2 separate regions of the Danio rerio genome follow, and region 1 is linked to region 2. The links are chromatin contacts, called in public HiCAR-type maps. All regions are on one chromosome and are shown on one strand. Each heading gives the region's core, a stretch centred on a gene start, on an enhancer-like site or on the middle of the called end of the contact. The rest is flanking DNA. Distances are from core to core; before and after follow the strand shown. Region 1 holds the start of aqp3a (aquaporin 3a). Region 2 holds the start of mob1ba (MOB kinase activator 1Ba).

The links. HiCAR-type assays count read pairs that join an accessible place to other places.
Region 1: a HiCAR-type map of caudal fin shows a contact between it and region 2, with 2.7 times the contacts expected there. The contact joins the promoter of aqp3a here to the promoter of mob1ba in region 2. A contact is called at or near these places in 1 of 18 Hi-C or Micro-C datasets (caudal fin) and 3 of 4 datasets of contacts at active chromatin or transcription factors (caudal fin, embryo and gastrula embryo).

Annotation. Positions count from the first base shown.
Region 1 is chr5:43,821,557-43,828,442 of GRCz12tu, reverse strand. aqp3a (aquaporin 3a) reads right to left here and starts at 5,434. Exons shown (of 6, transcript NM_213468.1): 1 at 5,256-5,434; 2 at 2,842-2,968; 3 at 2,573-2,710; 4 at 2,326-2,450; 5 at 1,624-1,841; 6 at 42-1,060. The coding sequence starts at 5,363. The coding sequence ends at 886.
Region 2 is chr5:43,764,038-43,770,988 of GRCz12tu, reverse strand. It overlaps mob1ba (MOB kinase activator 1Ba), which reads right to left and starts at 2,537. Exons shown (of 6, transcript NM_200200.1): 1 at 2,383-2,537. The coding sequence starts at 2,396. It overlaps grsf1 (G-rich RNA sequence binding factor 1), which reads left to right and starts at 3,611. Exons shown (of 9, transcript NM_001045852.1): 1 at 3,611-3,844; 2 at 3,969-4,113; 3 at 6,174-6,329; 4 at 6,880-6,951. The coding sequence starts at 3,815.

The DNA of each region.
Region 1 (6,886 bases), core at 4,185-6,684, 55 kb before region 2:
GTTTGATTTAGGCAGAAAATGACAAGGCGTGACATGTGAGACTTCTTTAAAAAAATTTATTAGGATAACAATCAGTTGATTTAAAACATTCACTTTCAAAATTAACATGTTATGAAATGAACAGATCTAACAGTCTAAAAACTGCAATGTCAAATAAATGTCAGGATCTCTCCACTATCAGACGTAAGTGTACATGTTAAGTTGTAATCCATACATGTAATACAACAAAAAAAAATGCTTTAAATGAAAATGACAATACAAAATATTTACAATTTTTTTAAAAAGTACTGTAGCTTTTTTGGGTAACTTCTCAACTTTCTCAGCGTGAATGGCAACATATTTAGATATTAGTAGCACAAAAGCATGAAATACTGTATATATTGATAGGTGTAACAACAACAGTTTCATTTCAAAGATCTAAACTTTTACTAACTTTTCAAAAGAGTGAATTAATATAATTCGTCCTGTTGAAGTAACACCTTGTTCCCTTAATGGAAGAATAAAGCATGTGGAAGAAAGAAATAAGAGTCATGCTTGAAAAACAATCAAATGTCTGATATAAAGTTGGAAATCTAAAATAATGCTGGGTTGGAAAGCAATAACCCAGCAGTTGGTTAAATTTTTAAATAAAATTTTTAAGCCAACCATTGGGTTAGTCAAAATTGTACCCAAATTTGGTTAAAACAACCCAGAATTTGTAAAGTATAGAAATGTATAACGCTTTTTATTCAAAGTCCAGTGGAAGATCTGCAAAACTGTGAGAATCACCTCTGAAACAGATGAGGGAGTTTTGTGTGGTGCAAGTGGTTTTTATTGAACCCAGAGATCCTTAAGCAGAAGCTTATGTGGATTTGTGGTGTTGAGGGCTGATGGAGATCCTGAAAATCATTCCTTGCTGGCGACGTCATTGAGGTTCATCACCTCCTCTCTAGCTTTAGCTTTCTTATCTCGTGCCTCTCCTTCCACATGCCATCCCACCATCAGCTGGTACACAATCACACCAATAACGGCTCCAATGAACGGAGCAAAGATGGGCACCAAAAACCAATAATCCCTGGCTCTGTTGCAAACCAAAAGAAAAGCATTTATTAGGTTATTTTCCAGAAATAAATTTAATGGGCTATAAGCACACAGACTTTAAATTTTCAGCCAGGCAGCCCAAGGGCTTCCGGTGAACTCTCTGTCCATTAAAAAATCTGGAAAGATCTGATTTATTTAAAAAACGGTGATGCTCACTGCCTGTTAGATAACAATATGAAGTGGGTCTCAGATCAGACAAGAAGCATTAAATTACATTTCCTCCCCCAAGTCTTTAAAATATGACAGTTTAATTTACCCTAGTATTTTCAATGGAATTTGTCGCTAGCCTGTTGCTACTGACGGCGCTAGTGGTTACAACGTTCTTTCATCTAGTTTTACGCTTGAACAACTAAATGAATGCTTAAGTCTATTCAACTGAATGTATTGTAACTACATTACAACATCAATGCTGTAAAAGGAACCTTGTGAAATTGAAAATAGTCGCATTAAGCTATCATCGGACGTTTATCGTTGGCTTTAAAACTCTAGCTGTACATAGAGCCCATTATGCTGCTAATCGGTTGATTAAAGATATCCACTTACGTGAAGACTTCACTACCCCAACCAGCCATGGCAGTAAAAAGACGAGGTCCAAAATCTCGAGCTGGGTTTACTGCATAGCCAGAATTGAAGCCCATGGAGAGACCAATGATAAGGACGCTGAATCCCACTGTGAAGGCCTCAAGACCTTGAGGGATCGGGTTGTTGTAGGGGTCCACAATGGCCAGGATGCACACAATCAGGGATGCTGTGCCTATCACCTGTCAAGATGGTTTTATGCTTATTGTATTTGCATAAACATGATAGTAAATATAAAACATATTCCAAACTATGGAGGCCTATTGAAAATAATATTGTATGGAATGAAAAACTCAATGTTTTTGCATTTGCGTAAAAGGAATTTTATGCACCCGAGTGAAAATTTTCTCACAAACTATTTCCAAGTCCATGAAAAAAAAATGTTTGTGTTGAAAGCAAAAGTTTTGAGTCAATGAAGTATAACTGTTCGCCAATTTCATTTTGATTTAACCATCCCCATGTCCCAGTTATGTTATAGTTTTGCATTGTAAATAAATAAAAACTGTTCACTTTAAATGTTTACCAATGAAAATAATATTATTAATGGATTTACAAATTCCCAAAAAAAAAAAAAAAAATCAGACCATCAGATGTCAGTTCTTATTTGTACAGAATGTGTTTGTTTCTGAGCAGATATATTCCTTAACTGTGCTTGGATTTACTGACCTGGTCAAAAAATCCATTTAGGGGGGTGAGATATTTGCTTGGGTATGTAGCAAAAATCCCAGCTGTTTCTTTTTCACCCAGTACAAGCAACTCATTTGATTCTCCAGCATAATCATAAATTGCGTCTAAAATACAAAAGAAATAAATCATAAAGTAGAAGCTTTATACTTAACTGCAATAACTGTAATTACTACAATAAATCTACTGACAATGACAAGAAAGAGCAATAAGTCTACAAAACATTTACCATGGTATTCGGCAAAGATAATAGCAGCACCCAAGAAGGATCCGAGTGTTTGGAACAGAAAGTACACAGGAAACTTTCTCCATTTTTCTCTTCCCAAGAGGCAGAGAGCAAATGTAACAGCAGGATTTAAATGTCCGCCTAAAGATGAGAAAAACAAGTCCCTTCATCCCATGGGTTCATCCACAAAGAATCTTTTATAAAACTCACTCCTGTTTTTATGGCCATGCACAACAACAGCTTAAGATGCAATTTTAGAGGAGTTTGCCTACCTGACACCTGGCCGCAAACCAAGATTCCAAGAGTAGCACCAAACCCAAAAGCAAGGTTTGCAGTGAGAAAGAGACCATGAGAACCTTCGCTTAGTTTCAACTGGGCCAATGAACCACAGCCAAACATCTGTGAAATAAGAACAAGCATTATTCAATGTTTGAGTATGCACACATTGTTACAGGAATTCACAACTATGAATGGTCATTTTACAGACTAAGAGCAGACCTTTCACAGCAATTCAGCTGTGAGCCGCAACATATACTTGAATGAAAATAGCAGGTTGCAGATTCAAACTGAGCTAAAAATAAACAAAATTTCCCACTTTTTTTCAAATGCTACAAATCTCCAGGGACTTTGGCCTGCGTGCCTTCCGCACTGAACTTCTCAGACAGGTCATTACAAGTCCCTTCTGACAAAGAGCGATTACAAGTCACTGTTCAGACTTGTGGCTGAAGATTTTATTTTGGAGATCACGTCAGTGTGAACTGAAATACCTGCGGCATTTTGGCAAATTACAAGGCTCACGATACAGCTTTACCAAAGTCGTATAATTGACAGAGCTGTCAAATTAATAAATCTCAGACACAATGTCAACACAAACCTAAAAACAACATCTCACCGAACCAATTTATCACTTTAGAATGGCAATTCGTGTGAATGCTAATGCATTTCCATGTCCCTGTGTGCTTTTTTTCAACACCACTGAGATCGATTGTTCCTGTTTCTGCTCTGAGAAGAATGTCCGCTTATAATATCAAAACTCTGACCTTCACAGACAAAGACTGCGTTCAGAGTAACTTGTATATCAAATACCTTTTGCCACTCAGCAAACATCACATGTGTTGAGCGATGCAGAATCGTATGACCTCTCCATTTAAGTATTATCTTTTATTTGACCCTCCCACACACCTCAAAAGCAAACAATGAGTGTGTATTGTAAAAATGAGCTGTTTTTTCTAAAGTGCTTGTAAAAATGGCATAATAACCCTGTGAGCTTTTTGTTACCACAGGTTGATGTCAATAAGTTTTTTATGAGAGTCATATTTTACAGCCCGCCTGTGGCTGTCATGCACACACCCTGACCTATTAAACATGCGCTTATTAGACATTATTTAAAAGATTTCCATATCACAATGTTCAGAACTAACGGTGAGTTATGGGTCTGCTGGAATGCTCTGGATATTGTATCACAGCAATGCATGATAAAATGACATTAAATAGACATCTAATATTGGCGTCAAAAATGTTAGATGTCAATTTGATGTTGTTTTGTTTTTGTGATGCATTATAGGAATACAAATTCCAGTGTAACTTTGTCTTTTGTACGTGGAGCTTTCAGATGAAGAAAACTTTTCTAATAACACTTTTTGTGTTGTTAGCTGGATTTAAGAGGGTTTTGGCATCAAATTGATTTGTATTTATGACATCAAAGTACCTGCTGGGTAGCATATGCTAGTAAAACGTGCATAGTTGGCAGATCTAAAATGCTGAAGTTCACAGGGGTGTGGCTTGATGACTTGATGATTCAATAAAGCTCAAATTATTGGCTTAATGCTCACGTTTTAATTGCTACATTATAATAGTTATGATGAATTAAGTGCTACTCAGCGAAAGCTTTGACATGTGCTTCTTTTCTGCTGAATAATGACATGCTTATCTGCATTCTATGTTGCAAAAAAAAATTGCCATCAAGCTAAAGGGGATGTTCAAGTACATTTTATGTTTGTCATGCTTTTTCTCTCTCGCTCTCTTACACACACAAACAGGACTACCCTTCTTTATTTGCAAAATACTTCCTTTTAGCATAGTTCCTCAGTCCATATTTTAAATTCCTATTTGACTACAGTACCCTTTCAATTGTTCATATAATTTAAATTGTTTTTTAAATGTCTTTGTCTAGCAACCCCTCGCACTATTTAAAAAATGTCCACGATATATTTAAAAAATGTCTTTCCAGAAGAAAATCATACAGGTTTTGAGTCTTACAGCTTGTCTATAATAAAATTCTAAACAAAATTGTTTTATTATTATTATTATTATTATTATTATTTTGCAGTAATAATACTCACACTCATTTTAGATCTATGTTGTTACTCTAGTGTTTGCACAGTAGTAAAAATTTAATTAACAGTTTGTATTATTTAGTCATGACAAATTGCACATACCAAAGTAAACATTTCAGCCCAAATTTTAGACTTTCAGAAGATAAGCAATTACTCCACAAGTGATACTATACAGTACCACTCATCCACTCATACAAAAAGATACAGTGAATCTTACTTCCAGTGCTTTTTTAAAGATTATTTGAGTATTCAAAAGAATATAGAGTTTTAGACTAAATGACAAATAAAGACAAATTCTACTGAGCTCAGCTTTGACCGTCAGTAATTCACCATTAAGGAGAAATACCCACCACCAGGATGAGAGTTCCTAAGCATTCAGCCAATCCCTGGCGCAGTAACTTGTTGCGGATTTGGAAAGTCTGCGCAAGCTTATCCAGAACGCTTTTCTGCCAACCCATCTTTCAGACTTGTCCAGATGTTTTCCTTTGTCTGGATGAAACAAGCTGTATGTTCCTCAGAGACGTGTGCTCACATGAAGTCCAGTGCTCTGCTCTTATACATGATGAACCAGGACCAACCCTTCAACTTCCAGCCTGCCCCTTTACACTACATCTCTCTCTCACACACACACACACAGAGAGAGAGAGAAAAAAACAGACACACACTCACACATTCACCTATACACTACATCAACTCCCTCGATCCCGCCCTATATTATTCACATTAGCATTCACACCCATTTACAGTGCATTCATCTGCTTTTCCTCTCAGTTAACAGGTTCTTTTTTTTCTCTCACATCTTTGTATTTTGAAACCTCATCACCCATTATTAAGCTTTGTAGTGTAAAAGTGGATCTGTGTGCGAAATTTTAGAAGTGTAATATTGGCCAATCTCGAGAGACCAGTGGTGGTAGAATAGTTTCACTTTGAGTTGACATGAAGCATAACTAAGGTTCTGCCTTCAGAAATGGGCAGGGTCACTTGCTTAGTTGTCTGTGATTCATAAATTATCGTTTTAATAATGATGCTGATTAGGCAGTAAATAAATGTGAACATAGCAGAACTGTGAAACATTTTTGTTCATTTAATTTCATTAAAAAGCCACAAATATCCTTAATTAATAGAATTACCACCTAATTAGAAGAAGCAGAGGAAAGTGTTTATGCGTACAGAGGATTTGTTCTCAATGAATTGGATTTTCTTTTTAAAACAAATTTAAAAAAATGATTAAAATGTAGTATATCTCAAAATAAATGCATTATGTTTTCTGCAAAGAACTATTTTAATTTGAATGACACAGTGGCTCAGTGGTTTGCACTGTCAAGAACGTCACTGGTTCAAGTCCTGGCTGGGGCAGTTGGCATTTCTGTGTGGAATTTGCATGTTCTCCCTTTGTTCACGTGGGTTTTCTCCGGGCGCTCCGGTTTCCCCCACAGTCTAACGACAACCTCTATAGGGCAACTAAGTAAATTAAATTGGCTGTAGTGTATGTATGTGAATGTGAGTGTGTATCTGTGTTTCCCAGTTCTGGGTTGCAGCTGAAAGGGCATATTTGAGTAAAATATATGCTGGATAAGTTGGCAGTTCATTCCAATGTGCCGACCTCTTGATGAATAAAGGAAGTAAGCTAAAGAAAAATGAATAAATGAATGAATGAATTTTAATTTAGCAATTTAATAAAGGTTTGATAAGCAATCAATCCATAAATAAATAAATAAAATCACACATAAATTCACACAAAAAACTTATCTGTGCACTCTCATCTCTTAGTATCTGTCTGTTTTGGTTCTGTTAGTTCGCACCTTTTCACATGTGTGGCATCTGTCTTCCCAAATACAAGGCTTTATAATTTTTTGCTCTCCAAATTTTATTTGCTTGTTTGTCTGATCAACTAACTGATTGAATCATTAATTAATTATTTAATTCTCTTATTCATTCATTTTTTAGTTCATTTTTAAGTGTTAATTTAGTTGGATTAATT
Region 2 (6,951 bases), core at 1,288-3,787:
TCTGTGTGTGACAAAAAAAGTAGGCAATAGCTATGTTTCCATCAAAATACAGGCTTACATAAATTTGTGCAAAACTGGAATAATGCCTAAAAGATGCGAATAAAGCAGTGTTTTTATCCAACGAGTCAAAGAGAACACAATCGTCACTTCCTGATTAACTTGCGCCAAATATCAACAGTAAAAACAGAATTTACTGCGGTAGAACAAGCTGCGTTAACGATTTTTTATTTAATACATGCGCCTCAGAAGACACAATGAACACGTGGGGGCGCTTGAAGCCAGATGCGGCCGATCTTGACACGCTCCAGACGCTCGGAGGTAATTAATAATATACACTAATACTGAAACAGTTAAGGCATTTTTGAATGACTAAAACAACATTTAAGATGTTCTACTGTGTGCTCAGTCAGCTGGTTTGTCCTTTCACACACATTTTCATCATCATCTCTAACAAACTTTTTTTTTAATGTACATACTGTAATTTGTTAAGTGCACTTCGTAGTTTATGCGCATCTTTTCTTATCAAATAAAAGTTTAACCTACTCAGTTATGCAAATGTTTTATTATGCATATTTTCAAAAGTTATGTGAATCATGACGTTTCCATCAATCGTTTTTATGGGCATCTCCAAAATGAGCTCTAAAATAGGTGTGTGGAAACGTAAGACTAATGAGAGAAATACGCTTCATCTTTAAAAAAGGGAAGGAGACCAACAGAAACTCAGAGTTTAGAGAATAAAACCTGCTCTGGACCAGGTTAGATTCACAGAGTAAGTTACCACAGTAACTGACTCTGAGTTAAAGTTACCTTTCTTTCAGAAACAGGCTTGACTTACCCTGATTTCTTGAGTTTAACAAACCTGCCATTTTGAAACCGAAAACCCAGAGTTTCTTTCATTTCAGGGTTAAAATACTCTGAGTTTTCACTTAACCTCCTTTCTGAAACAGGCCCCAGTAAAACAGTTGAACTAAAGGGCTCAGCAACAATTAAGAAGACAAGAACAGATATGTGCCGATCCCAAAATGACTTTATCTTCCTAATGACATTTCCTTGACTAAGGTTGATGTTGTGGATGAACAGACTAAGGCCTGAATTACAGTTCTGGTTGAGTGATCAACCAGAAGGTTGAACAACTTTAATCATGAAGTAAACACAAAATAAAAACAATCTTAAGATCCTCCGCAGGACTCTATGCCTATTTAAGACTCCAACATCACTCCGCTCCCACAGCCCTCAACCCCACATACACTGGTCACCGCTACCAAGCAGACAAGTCACAGATCTTGTGCAACATGGTGACATGTAGCTGCATCTTTTTCAAAGGGTATACATCTGTGCTAATGTGATGCCATACAAATTGCAGTTCAAACTGCTTGCAGGTATAACAATGCTGTTTTTCAAACATAAAAGTATGAAACTAGTAATAAAGGGCGAGTAAATTAGGAAAAAAATGTCATTTGGGTGAACTAAAGCTTTAGGAAACTTTACTTGTTTTTTTTATCTGCCTTTTTTTACTTATTTGCCTACACAGCTGTAAACTGCTTAGAGTTTGAATGCTCAATGAACAGCTCAACAGCTTCATATATGGGACTAGTACATCTCATTTTTAATGGAAAGCAGAAGAAGAGAGAAATGCACAACAGTTATTATTGTTGACATTGCACTTTTTCCTTTTAGAGATAGAAAAATACAATTGTTTATATGATTTAGCAGTCACAACACAATACAAATCTACAGTAAAACGTGCTCTATTGGGACTTATTATTCTGGGATAAGTACAGTGTACTGGGATTACAGTGGGATTATCTAAACATGTCTTGTTTTCTTGTTTACACTGATGTCACGGCGGTGCATGAAAGCGACAATACGCTTTTCTAGGTAGCAATTATTAATGATAAAATGATTTTGTCATAATAAAGAATACATTATGAGACAACTCAGGTTATGACAGAAGGATAGAACAAGCCAAAGCTACTGGTATCCAGCCACAAAACACGACTATATCGCGTTTACTTGAATGACTTGATGCTGATAAATACGGCTCAATTTACAGCCCGTTACTGTTGTGTGAATCTAAATATAAACATAAAGAGTGAGTAACCAAATGTAATTTCATGCAGCTGCTGATGGCCTCATATTCTGGCTAACTAAGTTAGTCTCCATTAGCCAGAACACCATTACAGTTTTGTTGTGCATGCTAACGTTAGAAAGTCCCTGCTGCGATGGGCTCTCCTGTTTGCTTTTATTTCAGTATCATTACGGTTGACTAATAAATAACGGCTGTGAGACAGGACTGATGATGCACAGGAGGCTTCGGGACAAAAGCAGTATTCTGCGCTTGCTAACTAGCCGTCAGTGTTTCCTTTTATAAACCATACTCACAACAAAAAGCTCATCTCTCCCGGAGGAAAACGTGCTGTAGATGAGAAATCGACACAAATCCGTTATCCTGACTGCGAAACGTGGGAACACAGGGTATTTGAGCTTTAACGTCCTCAACACCCCATCAACACAGATCCTGCCCGTGGAAAACTTCTTCCCATCCAAAGTCTCTCCAGCTAAAGCCTCAAACCTCGCGAGGTCAAGTCTGCAGTCCCGCTGCACCTCCTTTCTTCTATAACAAGAGTCCCGAAAGCATAAAAATTACACTACAGTACAAATGCAGACAGACACATGTATAAATTATGTATTATTTACTGGACAATATCTATATATGTTACTGTTAACATACTTACAAAATACCACTGCATAACTGGAAAAATTTAAAGGAAAATATGTAGTTTGCATCATTACACAAGCTAATAGTTTAAAAGTGTTACTGTTTATAAGTATTGATATTTCTATTGTACTTTTTATTCATTGTTTTTATTCAATACTGAAATTATAATAAAAACAGTTTAATCTAAATGGCTTGTTTGTTGTGAAGAAGATACATATTTTTCAGTATGAATTAAAATGATACTCTTCTGAATCCCATCTAACAGCTTAATAACAGGTCAACGATAACACAACTATTAACATATTTTACAAAAACATATTTCCAATATAGTTATTTTACTATTATATATATAGTTATTATATAGTAGTTTTACCAATTTTCCATCGAATCCTTTAAAATTCTGCTTAATAAAATAATTTTGTTACAACAAATGTAAAAAAAAACAAATCCTGATAATTAACCTCTTGTATAACACTATGTGTTGTGTTTTAAATATGTGTGAATATTTTCGTTTTGCTGCTCTGGAAGTTTTATTAAGGTTTGTCTCTTGTTATATTGTGTGCTTTCAAAAACAATATAAAGAAAATTAGATTAATGTTCACATATTAAAGCGCATTAATATCTTAATTTGCAGCATATGTCCATATTCTAGAACATTTAATCTTATCCATACCTAAACAAAGTCTATAAAACCACACTTTATTGATAATGATGAAAGAACAGTTTGCTGAACTACTATTTTGAAAGATCTTGTCAAACTCCGAGGCGCCTTTTGATGACGTCATGTTGTCCTCTGATGCCGTAGGTCAACGGGATTTGCGCTCCAAATAAGCTGTACCATGCCGTGTTTATGCCGTGTATATGTTTAGGGTTTCACGTAGGTTTAAGTTTAATTTTGCACAATTTAAGATGTCTGGACTGAGTCGAAGCGCGCTCTTGTTCTCTCTTGTTCGCTGTGTCAGGAGATCGCCGCGGTTTCCATGCCTAGAGACTCTGAATCATAGTAAAACTGCGCAGTTAACTTCAGCACGAGGTCTGAGTGTTCATTCATTGACAACAAGATATTTAGCAGACTGTAAAGCCAAGAATCCATGGATGTTTTCTCAACGAAGTCTGTGCTCTGAGGTAAAGTTACCTGATCGATTCATATTACACCCTCACTTGTAAGTCGCTTTGGATAAATGCGAGCAGAAGTAAATGTTATGTACAGTCTACCGCGTCTCCTGACGCTGCCCTTCTACTGTTTTAGGCACCATCTAAAGATGATGAGTACCCTCCTCTACCAGAATACACCCCTGGTTCTGAAGAGAACCAAGCAAAGGAGTTGTTCATCGTCCAGGCTAAGGGTCTGCCCTGGTCCTGTACAGCTGAAGACATAATGAGCTTCTTTTCTGGTATTTGTTTTGTTATTTGAGCTAAGAAGTCGTTTTGAAGATATGCTGTTGTTCCCACGTTTGCTCTAGTCAAATTAAAGGCATAGTTCACTCAAAATTTAACATTTATACACTATTTACTCTCCCTCAGGCCCGGATTGGCTAATCGGGAGGACCGGGAGAATTCCCGGTGGGCCGGTCCGTTTTTTGGCCGCGAGGGCCGGTGTCCCTAGCTGCAGAATCTGTTGCTCTCAGCAGTCACACTTTTTAAATTTATTTATTTACTTTACCACAGCCTTTTTATTCATTATTTTACCGCAACTCTTCTCTTTTCATCTATTTTAATGATTATAAAACTCAGTTGTGTCCTCTTTTTGAATACAGCTATTGTGGTCCAGCGGTTAGCACGTTAGGTTAAGACCCCGCGAACCCGGGTTCGATCCTCGTTAGAGTACCTTATTGTTTTCATTTTTATTGTTAAGACATATAATACTGTTAGGGTTGTTGAACATTTGAAGTTCTAAAGCAGCTGTTTTCTCAAAAAAAAGACGTGATAGTGTCATCAGAAACTGATTTGGAAATGACCTTATTTTAATATAGTCAGTCGTGAACTGAGGTGGGCCGGTCTGAGGCTTGAAACTCCAGGGCTGAAAAGGTGTCCCACTCCGGCCCTGCTCTCCCTCTAGTGGTTCTAAATCTTTTAAGTGTATTTCTTCTGTTGAACACAAAAGAAGATATTTATAAAAAAAAAAAAGCTGAAAATCTGTAACCATTGACTTTCATAGTAGGAAAAATAATGTAAGTCAATGGTTACAGGTTTCAAAACACCATTTTGTTTGTTTAACAGAGGAAAGAAAACTATTTGGAACAAGTTAGAGGTGAGTAAATGATGACATAATTTTCTTTTTTGTATGAACTGGGTCATATGAATGCAGACACTTGAAATTAAATGTAGCCAGAGAAAATGATCAAACTATAAAATTATGCAGATGTATTTAAGTTTGTCTAATATTTTAATACAGATTGTTTGGTAAGAATTTATATATAAATACAAAGCATGTTTTTTTTTTTTTAAAGGCCCAAACTAAGCAAAGAAAAGCAAGTTGGTTTAGCAGATATTTAAATGGTTGTAAAGTAAAATGGATATCTGATGGCTTACATATTTATATAACATCTTGAGAACAGCATACCGTAGCAGATGACTTTCTTATTAATATAAGTTTTTACTCTCTCAAAATAGAAGTAAAATGATTTGTTTAAATGATGAAAGCCCTGTAGTTTCAGGGCTCTGAAAATGGCTGTACACCGTCGCTTTCCATCCAACCTGATAGAGCTTGAGAGATACTGCAAAGAGGAATGGGCAAAAATTCCCAAAGACAGGTGTGCCAAGCTTGTGGCATCACATTCAAAAAGACTTGAGGCTGTAATTGCTGCTAAAGGTGCATTAACAGTATTGAGCAAAGGCCGTGACTACTTATGTACATGTGATTTTTCAAGTTTTTAGATTTTTTATAAAATTGCAGTCTTTTATAGTCTTTTTTTCACATTAGGTGGTATTGTGTGTAAAATTTTGAGGAAATAAATAAACTTTAATCCATTTTGAAATAAGGCTGTAACATAAAAAATTTGGAAAAAGTGAAGCGCTATCAATACTTTCCGGATACACTGCATCACTGTCTCTCCACTCCAGCTATAGCTGGTGTGTGGTAAGCGCACTGGCGCTGTTGTCGTATCATCCAAGTGGAAGCTGTACACTGATAGTGGTGTGGAGAGACCCCCTCATGATTGTGAAGCACTTTGGGTGCATGGCCAAACACAGTAAATGCGCTATATAATTACACATTACATATTGCACAGCCCTAGTGTAAACCTTATATGATTGTTTAACAAATAAAAAGCTAGACCCCACATCAGACAAGGCTCAAACCATTGTAGCCAAACATATTCAGCAGATTCAATTATAGAATCTTCATTAGTTTTCCTCAAATCCATAGAAAGTATATTTGGGTTTCTTTTTGCTTGGGAAGTGAATACTCATACTGTGTCCTGATACCGATGTGCACTTTATTTCCTCTTTACAGAATGTAGGATCCGAGGAGGAGTCAATGGAGTCCATATTCTGTATAACAAGTACGGCAAGCCATCAGGACAAGCGTTCATCGAGCTGGAGCACGAGGAGGATGTTGGCAAAGCACTGGATCAACACCGCCATTACCTAAGAGATCGCTTTATTGAAGGTCAGCAGACTTCAAAGGTCCCATGTAATCAAAATAAAAAAATTTAGCTGTTAATTGTAATCTGTTAGTTTTAAGGATATCTATTAGCTAGTGTGCTCCAAAACACTGGCAAATTTGTTTAAAAAAAAAAAATTCGTATAAACATCTAAGAGTTTTTTTTTTTTTCACATCACCTCATACTTTGGTTTCTTATCATGTCTTGATCAATCAAATGATAGTATCTAGTATCTAACGTGTCTGCACCCTTCATGATGCTTCTCATTTGCTTTTCATTTGATGCACTTGAGCTTAACCACTCTCACTGGCAGAGCAGTGATAAAAACCAAAAGCTATTGCCTGTTTTAAAAACCTTCAGTACCCTATGTTCCACCCTTTCGGTTTAAATTATGTTTCGGTTAAAATTACTTTAAACATCGAATAAAAAAACGCAAATTTTAAAGCACTTCATAGGACGTTTAAAAGAACACCCTACAGTTTACAAGGAGGCCTTTTTGACATTTGTAGCATGCCAAATAGAATAGATCTCATCAACAACTTTGTCTTGTTTCAGTCCGTGAAGTAACAAACAAAGATGCTGAAGCCATATTAAAAGCTTCAAAGGAGCGTGTGGAGACAGATACAG